4 separate regions of the Mus musculus genome follow, and regions 2, 3 and 4 are each linked to region 1. A link is a contact called in public promoter capture Hi-C data. All regions are on one chromosome and are shown on one strand. The core of a region is the stretch at or near the end of the contact, and the rest is flanking DNA. Distances in the headings are between cores, read along the strand shown.

Region 1 (2,700 bases), core at 199-2,698:
TAAATAGCAGGAGAAAAAAATATGTATTTTTTTTAGACAGGGCCTTAGACTCACAGCTATTCACCTGCTTCTGCTTCCCAAATGCCTGCCCCACCACAGGGAGAGAGAACAACCATGCCTTTCTCTCCGACTTATAGCGTGGCTGAGGAAGTGCCATCAAAACCAATCCCATTGTCCTGGGTACAGGTTTGGTTCTGACATCCACAGAGAGCGGTGGATGCCTAGGTCTGAGGCCAGCATGTTGCTTAAATAAGGTCATGTCTTATTTAGGGGTTCAGCCAGCACACACACATTCCAGTTGCCCCATGGACTCTAATCAGCTGAACCCTGAAATGGAAGAATACATTAAAACATACTGGTGTAGGTCCAGGGCTCCCCATCTACATTTTCTTTTCTTTCTTTTTTTTTTCTTATCCCTTCCCTTCTCCCTCTTGCTCCGGCCCGGCTCGCTCAGGCCCATAGGTTTTATTTGTTTCTCATTACAGATGGTTGTGAGCTACCATGTTGCTGGGATTTGAACTCATGATCTCCGGAAGTCAGTCAGTGCGTTTAACCGCTGAGCCATCTCACCAGCCCTAAATTTTCTTTTCAGTGTGTTTCTTTCCCTCTGCATTTGCATGGGAAGCTGCCCTGTAGCTTCAAGCTCTGTAGCTTGGAAGGGAACCTTGGTGGAGTCTGGTAAATAGCAAACGCCGGTTCCTTTGTGTCCAGTCAAGTCATGATGGGTAATCAAAGCCCTACTCCTTGTTGAGCAGTTAGGCTCCAGGTACATCGACAGTGTTTCCAGGAATCTTTATCATGGGCTTAAAAATACATCTCTAATAGGTGAGAAAACTGAGACTTCCGGATCGGGATAGCAATCTTGAGGAGGGTAACACATGTGTCTCTGGGCCAGACTCAAAAGCGCACACTGGTTTCGTTGCCTCTGCAGTAGCCTTCAAAGAGCTGCTCCTCCACTGGAAGATGAGAGGAAATCTTTTTCTCAGGTTATGGACGCCTAAGTTTTCCTTCAGACCAATTAAATCACAATCTCTGGGCTCGAAGCAGACATCGGTGTCTTTTCGGATTCCCTGTTTGATTCCCGTAAGCACCCAGGACACTGACCTGCCTTCTACTTTAACAGCCAGAGCCACTGGCTGGCGCTCATGAAAGCAAAACTCAAGCGGAGGCGCGGATGGAAGGAAGGAGGGGGATATTTCTCCTTATCTCAGCGTCAAAACCTGGGGAGGGGCCCTGGTGGGGGTCCCTGGGGGCTCAGGTGTGGCGCGGCTGCAGGAAGTAACCCCCTCCGGTGGCCCGGAGCGCTGGCCGATTGCGCCATCCTACTGGGCTTTCGTAACCGCGAGCCGGGGCTGCCAAGAGGAGCTTCAGCACCGGTTCCTCAAATGTTTCACTGTTGCCAGGACGGCCGGCTGCTGTGTGTCACGTGCATGTGGGAAGTCGCGCCCACACCGATCTGAGCCACGCCGGGGCGAGCGCTCGCAGTGCGAGCTGAGTGTGGAGCCCGAGGCCGAGGGCGACTGCTCTCGCTGCCCCAGTCTGCCGGCCGCCCGGCCCCGGCTGCGGAGCCGCTCTGCCGCCCGCCGTCCCGCGTAGAAGGAAGCATGCTGACCGTCGGCTGCACGCTGTTGGTCGCCCTGCTGGCCGCGCCCGCGGTCGCGCTGGTCCTCGGGAGCTGCCGCGCGCTGGGTAAGAGGAACCCGGAGCGGGCGTGGGGAATGTGACACTGTCTGGTTCCGTTCGCAGAGTGAGCCCCGCCGGTACCGGCTGCTAGCCTGGGCTGACTCACCTGTGCTGACGCGGTGGAGGTTCGCGCGCCCCCTGTTGCGTCTAGCGCCTATAACTGCGTGCTCCTGTCTGTGTCTGGCCAGTTACCTCAAGTCTGAGTACAGGACAGTGTGTTTTCCTGAAACCTGACTCTGGTGTCTGGTTCCCAGTGTTCCCAGTCTTACTCAACTGCATCCCGGGTCGCTCCAAAAAGAGATACCCAGAGGGCGCGCCCTAGTGGAACAGTAGTAGTCCCTTCTGGAGAGTCCTTTATGCCACTGGCTCTCTCTGCTTTAGTTGTGGCACCTCGCGTGGCTTTCCTTAGTTCTACTACATTCCATGTCGTGTGTAATGACAGTGACCCGACGGTGAAGGGTCTGACATCATGGGCTCTGAGTCATGGGTGTTCCCGCCTCACAAACTTACTCCTTTAGCCAACTAGCCCTAGCATGCAGAATGCCAACACCCACATCCATCCCAATCCTGTGAGTTTGACAGCAAAGGATGTGGGACCTCTTGGAACTGTGCCTCCGCCCCCTGCCCCAGCCCTCCCTGATTAGCAGGTGGACCAGGCGGAGGGTAGGGTAGGGGCACTGTGTTTACCTTCCTTGCACTCTGCCTTGTAGGTCTAGGCCTCTCTGTGGGCTCTGGCTTCAGGCCCAGCAGCCTGCCTGGTCTCTTCTGGAGGAACTGGGAGACTGCTTCTCTACAGGTTATTTTAGGGGCTGAGGGCTTATTCAACAACATAGAAAGAGCCAAAGGACATGGGGGAGATTTATCCTGTGCTGGTCGTGGGGACAGTGGCTTCCAGGCTTTCTTTCTGCCTGGAAGGTAGAATTCCTCAAGCTTGGTTTGTTACCCCTACCTATATTTTCTTTATATATATATATATAAAGAAAATATATATATATATTAGACAGGCTCTCCCATAAC
Region 2 (2,700 bases), core at 2-2,501, 1.7 Mb after region 1:
TTTATTGAGTGAATGAATGAAGAAGAGAAAAGGGGGAAGTCAGGCCCTGGAGGAGTTGTAGATGAAGGGAGGTATGGAGTTAAGAGGAGGTTAAAATCAGACCACAGCTCTCTCTTCCCCTTTCTCTAGTTCTGGGGGTATAGAAGGCTCTTCCTCCCAGACCTGCTGGAACCACCCAAGCAACTACTGACACCAAGCAGGGCTCAGGAGTCACACCTGGGACAGGAGATGGCCCCCGCAGGGGGTGACCCATAGATGCTGAGTCTTTATGCTTAACCTTCCTGCTGACTGAAGAGTGATGGAGAGTCTCTGGACAGGGCCCACATGGACCAGCTGGGAGCTGTGTCACCAGAGGCTGATCTCTGGTCTTTCATGTGCCTGGCTGGACCCTTGGCACAGGAAACCAGACAGCTAGAATCCAGGTGTCCTCCCAAGTCCACAAAAAAGGCAGGGGCAGAGGCTCAGGTCCCTGCTGAGACAGTGGAAGAACTGGACAATGAGCAGAGGGTTAGCAAGCTATCCTACTGTCCCTGCACCTGTGGACTGCAGGTTTCAGAACCAAGAGTACCAGTGTCCCTACCGGCTAGAGTCCTTCAGGGACCATGGCTGTTGGAGCTGTAATCTCAGCTCAACTTAAGGTGGTAGAGGCTGGGGCCCGAGAGATGGCTCAGCAGTTAAGAGCACCCACTGCTCTTCCAGAGGTCCTGAGTTCAATTCCCAGCAACCACTTGATGGCTCACAACCATCTGTAATGGGATCTGATGATCTCTTCTGGTGTGTCTAAAAAGAATGGCAGTGTACTCATAAAATAACTAAATACATCTTTAACAACAACAACAACAACAACAAAGGTGGTAGAGTGGTAGAGGCAACTGCTTCTGAGAGGGGCCATCTGGTTTATCTCTACAGCCAGGCAACGGAAGATCTCAGCATTAATCCGATTCCTTCCTATTAACCGAGGGAAACCAGGTAGGACCTTTAAAGGATACTAGCTTCTTGGATGCCAATCTCTCACACCAGGTTTAAAGGGGCGAGTACCTTTCCCCCTCTCTCCACCCTCTGGCAGCTGGGGCACAGTTGGGGAAGCTCACACATCACCGGTGCCTCAGCGGGGCCATGGGAAACAGGACCTGACCTGCGGGGCTAATCCCTGCCAACCTCGAGCTGAGGGGTGGGGCTCCCCAAGGAGCAGCACGGCCTCCGGGGGGCGGGGCCTCACCTTTGCGGTGGCAGGAGTCAGCTTGGCCGGCACTGCCCTGCCGGAGACCGGGAGAACACAGCCGCGTTCATGGCCCGCGTTCCCCGCCACCGGCGCCTGGTCCTGCCGCTGCTGTGCCTGCTCTTCCAAGGCGCCACTGCCCTCCTCTTTGCTATCTTTGTCCGGTACAACCACGAAACCGACGCTGCCCTGTGGCACTGGGGCAACCACAGTAACGTGGACAACGAGTTTTACTTTCGCTACCCAAGTGAGTGCGGGCGAGGGCGTGGGAAGCAAAGCCTCTAAGTCCCGGGTGTGTAGGGAAGGGCGTTGATGGGTACTCCTGCCACCAAGATGACTGCCGGGGCTTTAAAATAGTCCCCTTTCTCTAGTGTCCCTCTTGTTCCAGGCACTGCTGGGGATGGCACATGCTCTATCTCAGGCTGAGGAGAGGTAAGGCTCAGTCAGAGTCAGGGTCAGACAGTAAGGGGAGCTGGGGCTTCAATCCAGTTGTAAGTGGCCCCAGTGTTAGCTACTGTCTCACCTTCCGTTGGGGCTAATTTGACTTTGTCTAGGAGTCCAGCTTGACCACAGGAAAGAGAATCTTGGTGGGACTGCCAGGTAGGGTGCCAGAGGAGACGAGGGAGAACTAGGTGTGAAATTCCCACATGTTCAGGCGTCGAAGATTGGTTTCAGCACAAACACTCCAGGTTTGAGAGTGAGAGGACCCTGGACCCATTTGCCAGTTTCAAGGCCAGTGTGAGGCGGGCTAGGGCTGTGCTCGGTGCTGCACTATTATCTCATCTCACAGTTTAAGGTGGCTGCGGGGTGCCCATTATCACCCACCAAGGATCGCACAGCTAGAATAGCGCTTACACATCATAAACTTGACCACTGACCATTTGCCTCCTGACAAGGTTCTGGACAGGGAGTTAACCCCCTCATGGAGACAGAGCATTTCCTTCGAGGTTGTAACTGAGGCACTGGACATCTGGGACCAAGCACACTGCCCCTCCCTCTAATGCCCAAGTCAACCTTCTCTAGTTCCAGTTCCTCATCCAAGTGCCAGGAAGAAGCTGGGGGTGATGGTTTGTGCCTGTAATCTCAGTGCTCCAGTAGTGGAGGAGGGATGATCTGGAGTTCAAAACCAGCCTCAGCCACACTGTGAATCTGAGACCAGATTGAGCTAACAAAACTCTGTCTCAAACGAACAAACAAACAAACAAACAAACACCAAAAAGGAGTGAGGGAAAATGTCTGTTTGAAGGGCATGCAAAAAGCAACAAGGCTATTAAACCCACTTTCTGCCGCTGAGCTGTTGACAGGCTGTCCCCACCTCACCCTGCCCTTTCCCAGCAATGGGGACATAAAGGGCTAAGGGAGACTTTGAACTGTGCCAGGAAGCACCAGACCCCCCAAACAACCACAGCACCTCCGTCTCCACAGTTCATTCCTAGTTGTGGCAGGGATTGGCAGCATTCAGGCCTCAGAGAAGCTAGAAT
Region 3 (2,700 bases), core at 156-2,655, 2.0 Mb after region 1:
CAGAATTTAGAGCGAATGAGGGAGGAGACAGCAATAGATTTTTCTGAAAATTTCTATTCTCTGATCTTTAATTTCGCAAGGGCGGAGCAAGAAAACTGGGTATGACTCTAAGGATCATTGCGGTTAGCTGACACAAAGAGAATGAACAGCGAGGAAAGATGAGAACAGAGGCCCTACTGCCCTCGCAACATTCTTTTTAGCTCCAGACTCACTCTTATACAGTCCCTAGCTCCTCAAGGGTATCCCCTGCTCCCCACCACAGGGCTCCTCTCCAGTGCAGAAATGGAAGGCATGCTGACCCTTAGGCTCTGGGGTAGTTTCCACTCCCTGGGGCGGTTAACTGCATCTCTCCGCAGATGTCTCTCCTTTCCTATACCTTCTAGCTCAGTCGCATCCTAGAGGGTAGTAGAAGGTGGGTAGGGAAAGTCTGGGTGGTTCCTGTGTTCCCACCCTTGGCTAACAGCCCAGTTGCGCAGGGTGCAGCTGGTCTGTGGCGAGGAGGGAGGCAATCCTAGACTTTCGGAAATGGGGATTGGTGTTTCACACGAGGACATTTGTTGAAATCTAAGAAAGTGGTAATTGTCCAGAGCGATTTTAGGGCTTGGGAGCCGGTTGCTGTAGGAAAATATGTCTCACAGGTGGGGGTGGGGTGGGGTGGGGTGGGGTGGGGAGACTGGAGTGGGAAGTGCAAGGTGTGGGGGAGGGTCGGGGAGCTGAAGTGGTGGACCACCTGGTGGGCGGAGCCAAGTGTTGAGGATAATGGACCTGTCGCCTGGATTGGGTTACTGTTAGGGTACGCGGAAAGATCTTGGAATGTCTCCTAGGGGCTCCCTGCCTGGATTCTGGATTCTTAAAGCTCAGAGCCAGGTGCCCTGGTCAGCAGGTCCAGGCGCCGAGGCTAGCCAACCCCTCCTGAGACTAACCTCGTGCTTCTGGTTTCTACTTGCTTCACAGGCTCTGAGTCACCGTTGAAGCTGGCACTGGTGGGCGCCCAGCCTCAGAAAGTAGGATTTAAGAGTCTTGGGCCTGGTGCCCCAGGACCCAGGGTATCCGGCACGCCCCTTTCCTAGGATGCAGGCTCCCAGGTACATTCCCTGATTCGGCCCCCTTCCGTTTATTCGGCCTCTGCTCTAAAGACCCCAGCGCCCTTCTTGTCCTCCCTTCCCAACTCACGAAAACCTCCTTACCCAGAGCTTTTAGCATTTCCTCAAAGTTTTCCGATCGGATGATCTTCCAGTTGCCAGAAAAGTTAGGCATAGTGGCAGCAAGGTGGCTTTCTCTTTAGATCTTCAACTAGAACACTGGACGCTGAGTCCTTTAGGCTAAAGATACTTTGCTGTCTCCTTTGCAGAACAGATCCTTCCACCTGGGGACCAAGCCGCGTGGAGGACAATTGCACAGCCGCTGGGCGCCAGAGCTCTAGGCTTTTATACCCAGCTGGTGCATGAGGCGGCCCCGCCCCCGCCCCGCCTTCCACACCACCTGGGGGCCCTGCTCTGTGACCACTTCACCCCCATCCTTTCCGGAATCCCTCCTGTTTCTAGAAATGTGGGTGGGTCCAGGGTTCTCCAAGAGCCAAGATACCCTTCTCCCGCATCAGTAGGCGGACCGAGAAGCGTCAGAAGGCAAGAACGGGGTTTGTGCCTCTGGCAAGAACAGGGCACGGCTCTCGCCTGGGTCACGGATGCTCTCTCGGCCTGCAGGGCGAACACAGGTCCCGTTTCACCAGTTCCCTAGTAGTTCTCTACCAGATTTGGTGCTCTGGACAGCTCAGCTCCAGGCATCCGGAGACCCCACTAGCGCAAGAATTGTCCCCCCCCCCCCCCCCCGGCAACCGGCAGTCGAAATGGACTCAATGAAACAGCTCGGAATTCAAGCGTTCTTTTGGGTGACAGGGAGGTGCTGCTCTGTCCTCCACCCCTTGACTCAGCTCTGGGTTCAAGTAGTGCCTGGGGACGCCTGAAGTGAGCACAAGGCAACTCATTCATTCCTCTCCAAGCCCTGGACGGACAATGAAGGGTTAAGCAGGAGCCCCCGGCTCGAGGCTAGAAGGGCAGAGGTCACAGCCAATCACTTGACACGACTCTTTTATTAAGGCGCTTTCTCGGTGGCTACGCTTCCCTGGGCCCCCTGGGCCACAAGGAGGGGGAGAAAGACGCCAAGCGCCCCCCACCACCCCCCACCCCCACCCCGCGGCTTGCCGCGTTGCCTCCGGGGTTGGGGGAAGGCTGACTGTGTGGGGAGGGGGTGGGTCTGAGACGTCCCTATCTAGAGCTGAAAGTGCGGTGAATCAGCCTCTCCGAGGCTGATTTTTACGTGGGTGAAACCCTAGTGGAAAGACAGCGAGACAGCAGAAAGGACAGGAGCGGCCTCGGAGGCACGCGGGTAACCCAAAGCCAGAAACAACGTTGCTCTGTGCTGGAGCTACAAGTGTTTGCCCTTTCTTTGGCATTCGCCCTCAGTCTCCCGGGGCTATCCCCGTAGTCCCCTCAGGATCTCAAACAAGGTCCCTGCCTGGCCCCTTCTCATCTAGGTGGCCAAGGTTGGAACAGGCAGCCCTGACCTGGTGAACTGGGGACTTGGCAGGCTTTGGTTGGGGAGTGGAACTGAGCTGAGGACAGGGCCTGAAGGATTAACCTCACTCAGAGGCCAGACAGTGTCACTCGAGTCAGGTCTTCATCGAGGCAATCCCGAATAATG
Region 4 (2,727 bases), core at 61-2,560, 1.5 Mb after region 1:
AGTATCATCCCAGTCATGGTACCCTGTGCTGGCAACAGAAAAAAAAAAAAAATACAGTCAGGAAGGCACCCAAGGCCAGGTCCACCTGGTTACCAGCCTCTTACTGCCAAAACCATTGATGCTTTCCTCAGGAGCGTCCCTCTTCCCTGCCTCTACTGAGCCTGTGTTGGTGGCAGAGAGGCACATCCAGGAATGGGAGGGAAGAAAGCAGGCAGATCTTGCTCTTCAGCCTGGGAGATGCTTGGGAAATGCCATGGTGCCAAATTGGAAGGTGCTAACTGAAGCCTTCATGTTTCTCACGGCTGCTCCACATTCTTCCATCCTGACTTGACCCAGTCTCCACACACACACCTCCTACTACTCGCTGTAGTCTGTATTTGTTTCCTTCTGAGCCCTCTACTAATGTCTCAGCATTTTGGTTTGTTTTTTGAGACAGGGTCTCATATATCCCAGGCTGGGTTTGAATTCATTATGTAGCAGAGGGTAGCCTAGAACTCTTCATCTTCCTCCACCTCCTAAGTTCCAGGTTTACAGGACGCCGCCAGGCCCCACTTCCTGCACTTTATTGAGAGAGCCCTTCAATCTTGCCCATAGTCATCTGAAGGGTGAAGCCCACAGATCATTTTAAATCCTTTCGCTCCTCACCTCTACCTTAAGACCTATCAATACAGTGGAGCAAGGGCCCCTCTCAGGCTTTCACTATCAAGACCTTTGTGATTGGACAGCTCTGCTCTTTGGTCTTTCCTAACGGGGCAGAGTGTGGACATAGGTTCCTCCCACCTTTCATACCTTAGGTTACTCCTTCCCGACTTTTCTTGTCCGGTGTTTAAGCCTCTCCCTTTCTTGTCCTATCTCCCTTTCCTTCTTTCCCCTTGTGTTTGAAAGGACCTTGGATATAAAGGTAAAAGGCACCCCCGTGTCGGAACTCCTACTCTCCCAAGGTCAGGGTCTGGGATTGGCCTTGGTGAAGATGAGCCAGTGGGCGGCCATTTTTCCAAAACTGGAGACCAAAACAGCTAGAAATGTTGACCCATTGGTCAACACACAAATTAGAAACTCGGCAAGACAGGAGGGCTGGATAGAGGCACATGGGAAAGAATGCACATTCAGCATTAGCTAGAAATGGACTCGAGGAGATTAGCTGCGAATATTCACTGTTGCACTGTATGAGATCTTTGAAATGTAATTAAAAGTTTTTATTGAGCCCCTAAACTCTGGCTTTTGGGTTTTGTTTTCTGCCCTTCCCCCCCTCCCTCCCCCCGGAGCTGAGAACTAATTCCTCGTCCTCGGCCACTGCCCCGCCCCATCCGGCTCCGTGACGGGCATTCCGCGGCCTCCAATCGGAGGTCCTGTTGGGAGGAGCTGCAGGGCCAGTTTATTTTGGCGGTTCAATTTCAACATGGCTGAGGTGAGCCGAGATAGCGAGGCTGCGGAAAGGGGGCCTGAGGGCTCCTCTCCGGAAGCTGTGCCAGGGGACGCGACCATCCCCAGGGTGAAACTCCTGGACGCCATAGTAGACACTTTCCTCCAGAAGCTAGTCGCCGACAGGAGGTAGGTGGCGACCAATGGGGAGAGGTGGCGGGAGGTCTGTCGCAGGATCGTAAGTCCCGCGAGATACGCTTGGCGCAGTCACGTGGGCGACCCGCCGCGGTGGAGCAGGGCTGCTCCCCTGAAACCTCTCGCCGCGGTTTGCGGAGGAGTAGAGGGAAGGTCGGATTGCAGTTGCTGTCTTCTCCACCGTCCCGCAAGGCAGCAGCCTGGGGCCCGCGGCAGCCTTAGGGCAGCCGACGTCCTTCCCCAGAGGTCATCTGCTTACGTAGACCTAACGCGCCAGGGCGCCAGATGAGCGCAGAGCTCTGCTGGCTGGAGCGCGCGGGAGGTGGCAAGCACTGAGCTTGCAGTCTTTTTTTTTTTTTTTTTTTGAGAAAGGATTTCTCTGTAGCCCTGGCTGTCCTGGAACTCACTCTGTAGACCAAGCTGGTCTCGAACTCAGAAATGAGTGGCTGTCCTTACAGGCTGGTGTGCCAGGCCTCATAACCAGGAATGTCCTGGGCTCAGTGGTAAGAGCACTCGTTGATCTTGCAGATCTTGCAGCGCACCTACATGGTGGTTCACACCCACTTGTAACTCCACTTCCAGGGGATCTGACACTATTCTGGTGGGCATTAAGCATGTACATGGTGCAAATACATACGTGCAGGCAAAATACCTAGACATAAACATGACCGAATCAAATTAACATTTTAAAAAAAGGAATGTTAGCCGGGCAGTGGTGGCGCAAGCCTTTAACCCCAGCACTTGGGAGGGAGAGGCAGGCGGATTTCTGAATTTGAGGCCAGCCTGGTCTACAGAGTGAGTTCCAGGACAGCCAGGGCTACAGAGAAACCTTGTCTCAAAAAAAAAAGACTATAGGCTCAGTGCTCGCCACCTCCCATGCCTTCCCGCTCCAGCCAGCAGAGCTCTAGTGACTTCCACAGTGACTAGAGGAAGACTGGACATGCTGGCTTCAGGTGGACCTCAAATTCTTGCCCTGCTGTCCTTTTCGTTGGCCTGGCTAAGGCCCAACTGCCAGAAGTGCCAATCTTAGGTTTCACAATATAAAGATGCAGTCGCACATGGCCCTGCTATCTGCACTCCCCTGCCTTGTCTCTCCAAAAGCGAAATCTTTTTTTTTTTGGTCCTGGCAGTCTCCTGGACCTTCTGAAACAGTCTTTCTCTTTAGCTGCA

What was found. Promoter capture Hi-C pulls out the DNA fragments that hold promoters and counts their contacts.
Region 2: a promoter capture Hi-C map of pre-B cells shows a contact between it and region 1, with 5 times the contacts expected there. The contact joins the promoter of Rhbg here to the promoter of Il6ra in region 1. A contact is called at or near these places in 3 of 39 promoter capture datasets (liver and pre-B cells) and 1 of 115 datasets of contacts at active chromatin or transcription factors (pancreatic cancer cells).
Region 3: a contact with region 1 is called in a promoter capture Hi-C map of liver, with 2.4 times the contacts expected there. The contact joins the promoter of Crabp2 here to the promoter of Il6ra in region 1. A contact is called at or near these places in 2 of 39 promoter capture datasets (hippocampal neurons and liver).
Region 4: a promoter capture Hi-C map of pre-B cells shows a contact between it and region 1, with 2.2 times the contacts expected there. The contact joins the promoter of Pmf1 here to the promoter of Il6ra in region 1. A contact is called at or near these places in 2 of 39 promoter capture datasets (liver and pre-B cells) and 1 of 115 datasets of contacts at active chromatin or transcription factors (pancreatic cancer cells).

What each region holds. Positions count from the first base shown.
Region 1 is chr3:89,911,944-89,914,643 of GRCm38.p6, reverse strand. Il6ra (interleukin 6 receptor, alpha) reads left to right here and starts at 1,448. Exons shown (of 10, transcript NM_001310676.1): 1 at 1,448-1,689. The coding sequence starts at 1,605.
Region 2 is chr3:88,253,235-88,255,934 of GRCm38.p6, reverse strand. Rhbg (Rhesus blood group-associated B glycoprotein) reads left to right here and starts at 1,251. Exons shown (of 10, transcript NM_021375.3): 1 at 1,251-1,466. The coding sequence starts at 1,289.
Region 3 is chr3:87,947,398-87,950,097 of GRCm38.p6, reverse strand. Crabp2 (cellular retinoic acid binding protein II) reads right to left here and starts at 1,405. Exons shown (of 4, transcript NM_007759.2): 1 at 1,188-1,405. The coding sequence starts at 1,257.
Region 4 is chr3:88,408,980-88,411,706 of GRCm38.p6, reverse strand. Pmf1 (polyamine-modulated factor 1) reads left to right here and starts at 1,310. Exons shown (of 5, transcript NM_025928.4): 1 at 1,310-1,551. The coding sequence starts at 1,400. Slc25a44 (solute carrier family 25, member 44) reads left to right here. Exons shown (of 4, transcript NM_178696.5): 4 at 1-1,213.